Regions from separate parts of the Mus musculus genome. Here regions 1 and 3 are each linked to region 2. The links are chromatin contacts, called in public promoter capture Hi-C maps. All regions are on one chromosome and are shown on one strand. The core of a region is the stretch at or near the end of the contact, and the rest is flanking DNA. Distances in the headings are between cores, read along the strand shown. Region 1 holds the start of 9630013D21Rik (RIKEN cDNA 9630013D21 gene). Region 2 holds the start of Txndc12 (thioredoxin domain containing 12 (endoplasmic reticulum)). Region 3 holds the start of 4930522H14Rik (RIKEN cDNA 4930522H14 gene).

The links. Promoter capture Hi-C pulls out the DNA fragments that hold promoters and counts their contacts.
Region 1: a contact with region 2 is called in a promoter capture Hi-C map of pre-B cells, with 4 times the contacts expected there. The contact joins the promoter of 9630013D21Rik here to the promoter of Txndc12 in region 2. A contact is called at or near these places in 8 of 39 promoter capture datasets (the C10 cell line, the HPC-7 cell line, cranial neural crest and 4 more), 4 of 484 Hi-C or Micro-C datasets (B cells, pre-B cells and uterus), 8 of 115 datasets of contacts at active chromatin or transcription factors (the SCID.adh cell line, astrocytes, bone marrow-derived macrophages and 5 more) and 2 of 9 other capture datasets (adipose tissue and liver).
Region 3: a promoter capture Hi-C map of stem cell-derived epiblast-like cells shows a contact between it and region 2, with 2.3 times the contacts expected there. The contact joins the promoter of 4930522H14Rik here to the promoter of Txndc12 in region 2. A contact is called at or near these places in 2 of 39 promoter capture datasets (neutrophils and stem cell-derived epiblast-like cells) and 1 of 115 datasets of contacts at active chromatin or transcription factors (bone marrow-derived macrophages).

Annotation. Positions count from the first base shown.
Region 1 is chr4:109,655,300-109,659,178 of GRCm38.p6, forward strand. 9630013D21Rik (RIKEN cDNA 9630013D21 gene) reads right to left here and starts at 2,289. Exons shown (of 5, transcript NR_166454.1): 1 at 2,126-2,289; 2 at 1,102-1,296.
Region 2 is chr4:108,833,349-108,836,747 of GRCm38.p6, forward strand. Txndc12 (thioredoxin domain containing 12 (endoplasmic reticulum)) reads left to right here and starts at 1,330. Exons shown (of 7, transcript NM_025334.3): 1 at 1,330-1,508. The coding sequence starts at 1,418. Btf3l4 (basic transcription factor 3-like 4) reads right to left here and starts at 292. Exons shown (of 6, transcript NM_027453.3): 1 at 160-292.
Region 3 is chr4:109,529,609-109,533,476 of GRCm38.p6, forward strand. It overlaps 4930522H14Rik (RIKEN cDNA 4930522H14 gene), which reads right to left and starts at 1,689. Exons shown (of 5, transcript NM_026291.3): 1 at 1,604-1,689. The coding sequence starts at 1,619.

The sequences.
Region 1 (3,879 bases), core at 1,039-3,538, 820 kb after region 2:
TACATGAATGTTTTTATTTTACTGTGAATCATCACCACACTGTAAGATTACTATTGATCTGCAAATTAATTGTTCTAGCTCTTTAAGATGATTATATTTATTCAGACACGTTCCATACCTCGACAAAGGAAGAAATGCATGTCATTTTTAAGTGGCCCACAGATTGGTCCAAGGTGTCTAACTGTATGCACATCAGTGAGGGCATCAATTTTTCTAAATGAAACCATCTCAGAAGATAGCTATGTGATAGGAATTATCTGGGCTCGAACAGGAGACCGATTATGCAGTCTGGTGAGAGAAGGTACTGATACCACTGATCATGATGCCAATTGGGAGAACTGTTCCTGGAGCCCAGAAAGCTTCTTTTTTCTTTTTTAATTTTAGGAAGTTGTGTTTCCAAAGCACACATTTAAAACTCATAACAGACCTCTTTTCCAGCAAGTGTACACACTACACTGAGCAGGATCAGGGAAGTGGACAGTATTTTAATATGGTTGATTATTTAGTTGCATTTCTAAGTTAAAATCCAACATCAAAGCATGTTGGGGAATTTTGTCTTTATATGGAACTTTCACTATTTATGTAACTAATTTGAAAAACAGAAACAAAATCTGCCAACATGATACTGTTCTCTACATGGTTAAGATAACGTTCCAGATTTTTCTAAGAGACTTGCTGTACTGATGAAATATTACGAGCAGAAGCCTCCATGTCCAAATATTCTCAGGAAGAAATCTGGGTTTTTACTTAACAACTACAGAAACTCTATTATTTGTATGTAAAAAAGACAATATCATCATAATTATACCAATTAAATGTTGTGCTTCTGGTAAATTATTTCTTCCCTAGAACCGGTTGAAATTAGGATTTCTTCTTAGTACTCAGAAGACATTAAGTATAGTTGGATAGAAATTGGTGGTTTCTTACTTCCTCCCCCAAAGAGCTGCTAGTTTTGGCTGGTTGTTTTATTTTGGAATGGAGTGTGAGGGAAGAGGAAAAAGGCTGTATATAAAATTATTGAGCAGGCCTAAGTTGAAATTCTGCTTTGATCAGCGAGACAGAAACACACAGAGATTAGGTGAGACAGTTTTAGTACAGTACCTGTGTAATTTTTAATATGTACACCTCTGTTCTCAGGTTCCCCTCTGTGCGGATTTCTCTGGATGGCTCAGAATCCATTTTAGAACACGGGAAGCAAAATGTGTGAGTTCCACTTGTGCTTCTGCAGGTGCTGTGGTAGCTGGGATAACCTTTGCTCACTTGCTGGCCGAGACCAAGCTGTTATTTTAATGTCTACTGAGAGTTAAAGACAGCACAGAAAATTCCAAAACCACATCCTAACACCTAAAGTCCACACAGTGTCTCTGCACAGATGGCAAAATATTTCCCTGGAATCTTAATTTACCAGGTCTATATACAGATCTGGGGGTTGGGAGAAAAGGGGGGTTCTTTTGAGGCACCGCTGAAGATTGAAAAAAAGAAAAAGAAAGAAGAAAGAAAAAAGAGAAAACCCACAAAAAACAAAACAAAAAAACCAACCAACCAAACAAACAAACAAAAAACCCCCATAATCCTAGGTGTTCTGCACACCCCAGCCCTGAAGGTCACCGCTCAGGCTGGGGTCTTTTTGAATGAAGAAGGTGTATTTTCGGTTCCGGATGTCTAGTATACTACGGAGGAAAAGCAAAACCTTGGGGCAGTTTTGTGAACAGTCCAAGACGGTAAAAAGCCAGAGAAGAATTTGTCTTCTTAGCAGTTGGACGCCTGGCTGGGAAGCCCGGCTGTCCTCAGCTGTCATCGCCAGGGGAGGAAGGGAGAGCTACTCTGAGTAGGGCACCGAGTGGTGCAGCGCGCCCGCGGCTCCGGCCGCCAGCTCACCTCCGCGGCCAGCCAGGAACTCACCGGCCTGCTCTCCTCAGCTCGCGCACTGCCCTCCAGCCGCAGCCCCGGGGCCAACTTTACCCAGCGGGAGGGCTGCCCCGGGGCCAGCACCTGGAGCTGGCTGCTGTGGTCGCCCACAACTCCTGGGGTTCTTGGGGAGCGGTTCCCCTTTCCCAACTCCCAGCTCCCTCCTCCCGCCCCTCCGGGTGCGCCGGCTAGCCACGATCTCCGCGCTCACACTCACTCGAGGGCGCCTCCAAGGTTACCCACGGCTGGGGGCTGACTCTGGCTGCGGCCACCGGCCTCCTTTGTAGCTCTCCTCCCGCCCTTTGCCTTTTGCTGCCGCAGGGTTGTGGGCTTCCAAGCCCCGGGCGGGACCCGTCCTAAAGCTCAGGGAAGGAAACTGGGCTGGGAGACAGGCCAGCTCCGGACTGGGCTGGGGGCAGCCTTGGTGGCTCCGGGTGCCCGGGACAGCCAGGTCAAGCGAGGCCACGAAGGGCAGAGGCTGTGGCTCGTGCGGGCACGCTCTGTGCAGCGCGCAGGGCATGGGGTGATGTGGGGGCTGCAGGAGGCACCGAGGTGCGAGAGGCATCCCGGGTCCATAGAGGGGCAGAGACCAGCCAGCGGCCAAACCTGCCGAGGAAACTAGCTAAATAAAAGGAGGCTGTTATTTAAGGCGCGGAAATTTGAAATATTTGGACAGGAAGAGAAGAGAAAAGAGACCTTTGCGAGGAAGGAAAAAAAAGTGAGCTAACGGTTTTGCAGCTCCTCCACCCCCACCCCCGGGCTTTTCTGCGCGCACAGAAGGAGCGCCCGGCTCCAGCTTCTTCCCTGCTGCACCCAGACTTAGTCCAAGTCTGGGACACAAAAGATGTGTTCGCATCCTCTCCAAAGACTCTGGGGTTGGCTCTGGTGGACAGAACTTTACCCCATCTCAGGAGGGGATTTTTGTTTTTCTGCCTCTCACTAAGTGCCTACTGCGGGTCGGTTTGCATGAAACTGCCGGGTAAAAGGGTTTGCACTAACGTGGGACTTTCTCCTCTGTAGTCTTTTGGCAGAGGTAGCTTAGAAAAGTCCGGAAGGTTTTCAAGTATGACCCCTTCTTGCTCCAGCACTGTGAGCGTTTTCACTGTTTTTTGGACCCCGGTGAAAGCTTACAACAACTTCCGAGCAACAGAAAACTTGAAGGTCCCGGCCTCAAATTCTGATATTTAATATGATCAAGATAAAGTAAATAGCATTGCCAAGTAGATTGCTTTCTCAGGAAACGATATTTTATGTATTTGTCATTTACTCAAAGTGGTGTGTGTGTGTGTGTGTGTGTGTGTGTGTGTGTGTGTGTGTGCAAGAGCTCATCACAGCACTGCTTGATGAATGATATTCATAAAAAAAACCTACTGACTCTAGAGAAATTAAAAGAAAGGCACCTTGGTTAGTAATTCTGGTACCAGAGTGCCAGAGTGGGCTGCGACCCTGTTAACACACACACACACACACACACACACACACACACACACACACACACACACACACACCACCCTTTGCAGGTGTAAGTTTGGATTTAGTTTACTGTCCAAAGGCTGGACTTGAGTGTCCTGGTGGGATTAGGGCACAGTAAAGAAAACTCAGCTCGAATCTCTACTTTATAACCTCTATCTTTAATATAGCAGGGTCCCCTGGGGATCCGGGCACTCTATTCAATTAGCTTTTTCATCCTTACTCTTCACCTGAATATATTCATTTTCCTTCCGACCTGCGCTCACCGGTAAGCTGGGCAGCACACTCTCTTCTCTGCTTATTCAAGAGTTCTGCTGAGCACTGTCGAGGTTTTTGAGAAATTGGATAGCTTTTATTTCCTAGAGGGGACCACATAACTCATTTCTAAAATACTCAGATTAGCAAAGCTACTTCCTGCGAGGAGTCAGGGTAATGTGAAGATGTTTTAATGCCTAGCAAATCTTAGGCTGATGAAGAGATAGGGCGTCCTCTCCCTCTGTT
Region 2 (3,399 bases), core at 80-2,579:
CGTAACCGACAGGCCCGGCCGGCCGCCTCCGCCCCCACTCGCCGCGCCACGGCGGAAGTGGCAGCCGGAGCGGACGGCGGGTGTCGAGAGGGGAGGGCGGGGGGAGACCGTGCGCAGCGGCCGGAGGCCGTGGGGTGGCGGGCCCGCCGGGGGTCTCACCTGCAGCGGGGAGGGTCCTCCAACACCAGCACGCGGCAAGAGCAAGATGGCTGCCTCAGCTGAGACAGAGAAAGACCGCGGCGGCAGCGGCGGCGGCGGCGGGAGAGGCCCACGTGACGCACGGCCCCGCCTCGACCGCGGGAGGGAGGCGGGGTGGGGGTGGGTACGGCAACTGCGCGCCTGCCTCCCGACTACAAAGCCCAGCATGCCTCGCGCACCTCACTATTCTGATTGGCGGCCGGGCTGCTTCCTGGAGGAGGCGGCGGTCCCCTTGGCGTCCCATTGTGTCTGCGCTTACCTTTTGTCTTGGATTTAACAGAAGGGTGGTGTGGGGTCTAGTTCGGGTTGTACACCTTGGATGTCCTTCACTAAGCATTGAGCTCTAATGGACTCTCATCAGGAGGGAAAGTCGGCAGTTGACTTGTTAGGTAGTAACTCGACCCAATACAAAAAGCAACAGACTTAACGGAAAGAAGCTTTACACTTTACGTGCTTGAGATGACTTATGTCCCAGTTCCCTCGGACTACCTCTTCAGTTGTGCAATAAAAGGCCCCAAGCATGGTTTTCTTGGACCTTATGTCAGTTGGTTGCATCATGCCTGAGTGGAAGTCCTGCGAATGCGAGTGGGGGTGGGGGGAAGGGTCCAGCGCTTCTCCAAAGTGCTTGCCTGCAAGACACAGACGCGTGCACAGCGAAACGGGCTTACCGAGTCTCTTTGGAATCCCAAACAGAAATCTAACAATGAAATGCTGTTGTCCAGTATTTTTAACTTGTGCGAGGGGGCGGGAAATTCCAAGCCCTCTGTTGTGATAGGCTGATCTCAAAGATAATAATTTGCATTTTGAATATTTAGTGTAGTGGTCCATTGGAGGGAGGGGCTAGGCTAGAGGTCAGACGTAATTAACAACGGTTTTCCTGAACCTTTCCCCAGCCCTCACCAATTCGGGCCACCTCATCCGGCTGTTTCTTTAAGCCTGGATATCAAGGACTTAGGGAAAGCAAACTCGAGATGTACTCCCACATCCTTCTACGTGATCTGCACCTTTAAACTTACTCCATTCCAAAGCGGACCCTCGAGGCACCGCCCACATCCGTCTAACATCACTTCCTTCAGTGTTTGGCTAGGAAAAAAAAAAAAAAAAAAAAATCTGGGAATCCGAGGGGTTGGGCTGAACGGCGATAAGGGGGCAGAGCGGAGCTTCTGCTGGAAATCCTGTTCCCTCAATCCGGTGGCTCTGTGCAACTACCACCGTGGAGATGTCGCTTCGTTTCGGGGCCACCTGTTTGCTGAGCTTCAGTTTCCTGCTCCTCATCACTTCTTCAGACGGACGCACTGGGCTTGGAAAGGGTCAGACCTCATTCTTACCGTAATCTTTACGGACCCCGGGCCTTCTTAACACTTTATTTTCTCACTGTATCTTAGGCCACTTTAGATTCCTTTTTATCTTCCCCAACTGCTTTTGTGGATTTCTCGGGGTCAGGAGTACCAGGTCCGGGAGAGGGTTTAAGAGAAGGAAGTTGTACTTGAGGGCGCTCTTAATTCTTGGGATTGAGAAGATATGGCCCTTAAATTAGGACTAGGTTGTTTAAGAGTCCATTCATGTGTCATGTTAGGCGCTTGGGACGCCTCCAGGAACCGTCACCTTCCCGCCAGAAGAAATAGGTCGCTTGGGAAGCCCTCAGGAACCGTCACCTTTCCGCCAGAAGAAAAAGGGTCGCTGGTGACCTGTAGTGGTCGCTTGAGTCTGAAGATTCCTCACCACGTTCCCCCGTACCCCCAAGACCCGGTTCCCTATTCCCCCAAGAGATGCAGAAAAAAGAGCAAATGAAAGGTAGACCTTTTGCTAGGTCACCAACAGTTGGTTTTGGTGTGGCTCAGCTAGTGTGTTGGAAGAAACTGATTTCTTTAGAGCGATGGATCAGTGGTTATCAATGAAGGTTAGGAAGTAAGGACCCCCAACTCCGTGTATTACCAGCCCTATTTCTAAACTTGAACACCTTCTCATCAGTTGGGTTTTTTGTTTGTTTGTTTTGGCAGCTGAATTGACTAACTGGTTGAGTTATAAATGGATTCCAGCCCTGCTTTGGATGGTTTGTGTTATGACCTTTACTGTATGGGATTTTTCTGATGCTGGTGGTGTGTGTGTGCTTCAGTGTGGTGTCTGCCCGCCTGTTTTCTGGTACACATGACTAGGCCATAAGAGGATATTGGGTGTTTTCCTCTTCTGCTTGTTCTCCACCTTATGAAACAGCCTCATTGAATTTGAGTTCACCATTTAGGCTAGAGGAGCCCTGTGTGTGTGCGCGTGTGTGTGTTTAGGTAAATGTGTGGCCCAAGGAGGCCAGAAAAGGGTGTCAGTCCCCCTGGAGGTGGAGGTGCAGGCAGTTGTGATCTGCCTCTAACATGGGAACTGAACTTGAGTCCACTGAAGAGCAGCAGGTTCTTTTCTGGTCCCAGCCCCTATTTGTTTGTTTGTTTGGTTGGTTTTTTGAGACAGGGTTTCTCTATAGCCCTGGCTGTCCTGGAACTCACTCTGTAGACCAGGCTGGCCTGGAACTCAGAAATCCTCCTGCCTCTGCCTCCCGAGTGCTGGGATTAAAGGCGTGCGCCATCACTGCCCAGCTGTTTGTTTTTAGAGCTCTTTATCTTTACATTCATTGGTGGGCATTGAGACTGAGTGGAAATTCAATGAGTCACCTCAGTTCAGTATTGATTTTCGATCATCAGCCATGTTTTGATCATTGACTCGGGTACTAGAGACATGACAATGAAGAGAACAAACAAGGTTCTTGCTTTCACTGGGTGTATATTTAAGTCAGAGAGTGCAATAGGATAGATCTACGACAGATTAATAAAAGAATTTCAGCTTATATAATACTGTGGTAGATTGGGAAGTACAGACTGAGGAGGGTAAGGGCGCTGGCATCTACCTGAATTAGGAGGGTGAGAAAAAGCTTTTCTTTTCTTTCTTTCTTACTTTTTTTTTGGGGGGGGGGTGAGAGACAGGGTTTCTCTGCAGCCCAGGTTGTCCTGGAACTCACTCTGTAGACCAGGCTGGCTTCGAACTCAGAAATCCGTCTGCCTCTGCCTCCTGAGTGCTAGGATTAAAGGTGTGTGCCACCATGCCTGGCAAAGCTTTTTCTTTCTTTTCTTTTTTCTTTTGAGAAAGAAGTTTTTCTAAGGTGATATGTGGGTTTCTGCCTATGAAGGAAGTGCTGAAAACTGCACAATGGGTCCT
Region 3 (3,868 bases), core at 439-2,938, 700 kb after region 2:
ACTGTGGTAGTGCACACCTTTAATCCTAGGGAGGCTGAGGCAAATGGAACTCTGTGAGTTCAAGGCCTGCCTGATCTACAGAGAGAATTCTAGTATAGCCATGGCTACCCAGAGAAACCCATGTGTACTGAGATTTCAGCAACCCTAGCACATGGTACTTAGCAATACATCAAATTTATGACAGCCATTACTCTGGGTGAACAGGACTATGGGAGAAATACAAACTGACCTTAATGTTCCATCTCAGATATATGGCTAATAAGAAAAAAAAAATCCCACTTATTTAAGAGATTGTGTGGGTGTTTGTTATTGTCCCTTTTTTCTACTTCGTTTTTTTGAATTTTCTCTACTATTGTAAAAAACAGTGTTCTAAATTTTGAAACCAAAAAGAACAATGAAAAATAAATAAGGAAAACCACCAGTGGGCTGTCACTGGACACAGTTTTATAGAAACTTTTCTAGTTATCCAATTCTTCCAATGCTAGAGTGCCTGCCTCACATAAGTCCTGGGGTAGACTCCAGCAACAGGAAAAAAAAAAAATCAAGACTCAGAGAATGAGTAATAAAATCAACAAGTTTATATTGAAACATAAGTTAACATATTAAAATAAAGAAAGAACACACAGAAGTTGAAATAAAAAATGCTGTCGGTAATGAATGCTAATATATTTAAAGCTTCCTTAAAATAATGAATATCTGAAAAATCATTTCTAAAAGTGAGTGAAGAAGTGGCAGAGCTTCCTGTGCGGACAGCGCCCCAACCAACAGTGACTTTTCCTAAACCCTGCACGACTTCCTATAGTACCAGCCCCACAAAGCAACACAGTACAAAGGCAAGGATTCTTTGTGTGCCTGGGGAAAGGCGTTCCGGTTGGAAACAGAGCGGCTATAACGGCCACTAACACACTCTTTCTGTGAAAAGGTTAAACCTACTGAAAAGATTGTGCTGAGCCTAACTACAGATCTAAGCGAGCACTGGCTAGTCAGAGAGCTGAGAGGTGCGAGCATTGTAAATGGAAGCAGTAAGAGAAAGGGCCTTGTCATGCAGTTCTAAGCTGATTTTGTTACGAAGACAGTAAGCCACACGCTTTTACTCAAAATATAAAGAAAGGGAATTAAAAAGAAAGACAAGCTGGGCAGTGGTGGTGCACGCGTTTAAATCCCAGCACCTGGGAGGCGGGGTCAGGCAGATTTCTGAGTTAGAGACCAGCCTGGACTACAGAGTGAGTTCCAGGTCAGCCAGGGCTACACAGAGAAACCCTGTCTTGAAAAACCAAACCAAACCAAACCAAACCAAAAAAAAAGACAGAGAGAGGTTGAGAGCAAGAGAAAGAGGGAGGGGGAGAAGGAGGGAGGGAGGAAGGGAAGGTAGAGAGAAAGAGAGAGACCAAAGAGAACTCAAATTCATTACATTGAATCAGCAGTTACAAAAACTTTTCCCCAAAGAAACTGGTGGTCCCCAAAATGTTACAATTTCTACTGTATACCCATGATGCTAGCATTTCTTATCTTATACAAGTTCTTCCAGAGAACAGAAAGAGATTTCTGGCTGTTCTTCTAAACACATTTTCTTCTTTGTAGGCAAAACACTAGACTGTCTCACCATTAGGTGAAGTCATGTGACAGAGTTCTGGCCAATGGAATCTGAGAGCAATGATGCCATAAAAGCTGTCTGAAGTTCTTTCTTCTGGACTGTGGAGGGGGGATAAGGGTGATCCCCATGGAAACTGTGGAAGTCACAGGTTGATAGCAGCAATCTACTGCATCTTATCAACATCATAGAAGATTCAGCCTCACAGGCACTCACATTCTTTGTAAGGGTGCGGTCTACAGTTGGAAAATAGTAAACTTGGAAATGATCCCTTTCGAAGCAACTCATGGACAACAAGAAATCACAGGGAGATATAGAAAAATATTTTTAACGGGTAGAATGAAATATGATGTCAAGGTTTGTGAGGTACCATGCAAGCAATACTCGGGGACTAGACTTGACCTTCTTCCTTCCCCTCCCCCATAAGGAAGAAACTCTCTAGACATCTAAAATTATTGTTGCCAGGCACAGTGGCTTATACCTCGAATCTTAGAACATAAGAGGCAGAAGTAGGTGGATCTTTCTGTGTTCAAAGCCAGTCTGGTCTATGTAGTAAGACCCAGGACAACTAGGTCTACATAGGTCTTCCCTGTCGCAAAAACAAACAAAATGTCGCTCCATTGGTATACATTTCTTGAAAAGACCACCATTTTATTCTTAGTGAACTATAGCTCTAGATTCCATAGTCTAATAGCTCACATGAAAGGGGTCCTAAAAGTAAATCATGGTTTCTCTCATACTTCTGCTTTGTCTGTTGTTTTGTTTTGTTTTTTTTTTTTTTTGTTTGTTTGCGCCTTTCTTCTTCTCTACACAGCATTTCTGTGTAGTCCTAGTCTAGAATTCAGAGGTCTGCTTGCCTCTGTCTTCCCGGTGTTTTTAATGTGAATGAACTCACATGAATTATATAGACATTTAGTGAGCTCCTTCTGCTGGTCACTGTGAATATTCTTTCTTTCTTGATAACATGTTCAATGCCATCTACTTACCGTTTCTAATTTTAGAACTATTTATCTCATACTTTCAAGTACACCTTTGCTATCAGTCTTGTTTGTTTGTTTGTTTGTTTGAGACAGTGTCTCACTGTGAATCTCTAGGTGGCATGCAACTTGCTACATAGATGGGGCTGGCCTCTAAATCACAGAGATCTGCCTGACTTCCACTTGACTTGAACTCCAGAGTGCTGCGATTAAAGGTGTTTGCCACCATCCCTGGTTAGAAATATTTTTTTTAATTAAAAAAATTGTATGTGAATATATGTAGGCCAGAATGTACATATACATAACATGTGTGTGCAGGTGCCTACAAGCCAGAAGAGGGTGTCAGATCTCCCAGAGCTGGAGTTACAGGTGGTTGCGAGACACAGGCAGGATGTGGATATAGGAAATCAAACCCAGGTCCTCTTGCAAGAGCAACAAGTGTCTTACCTCTGAGCATCTCTCCAGCCTCCAAATTTTATAAATCTTACAGTTACATTGACTGGGTAAAATTTTAGCCTCATATAATACAAGGAAATATTTAAACCAACCTTCCTTAAAATGATTCCTCAATAACTTGAGACAGCCTTTGCCTGAACTTACAGGCGATACTAAAGATTTTTATTGGGGATGTATTTTCCCAGTTCACCAAATTGTTCCTCAATAAAGTTCTTCATGAAAAATGAAGAAAAAAAATTCCAACAAGAAGAATGTATTGGCTGGACATGATGGTCCAGGCCTTTAGTCCCAGCACTTGGGAGGCAGAGGTAGTCAGGCCTCTGTGAGTTCAAGGCCAGCCTTATCTACATAGTGACTTCTAAGTGAATCAGGACTACATAGTGAGACTCTGTCTTCAAAGGAGGAGGAGGAGAAGGAAGAAGAAGAGGAGGAGGAGGAAAAAGAGGAGGAGGAGGAGGAAGAGGAGGACGAAGAGGGGGAGGAAGAGGAGGAGGAAGAGGAGGACGAAGAGGGGGAGGAAGAGGAGGAGGAAGAAGAGGAGTGGTTGACATGTTTCCTTTTACATTTTGCCTTGTAGAAGGCTAAGAGTTAAGTTTTACTTTAAAGATAATTAATTATGTAGATTTTTCTATTTTATAAAATATGTTGTCAATCTTGACTTCTTACTGTATTGTTAAATGTTTTCTTTAAGTTTATATTCCAGACATAAAGAGCATCAGTGACTGCTCATCAGAGATGGCTCAGTTGGTAACGTGCTCACTACACAAACCAGAAGGACCTGGGTTAGGAGTTCAGCAACCATATAAAAAGCAGGGTTCTGCAGTCTGCATCTGAAGTTCCAGCA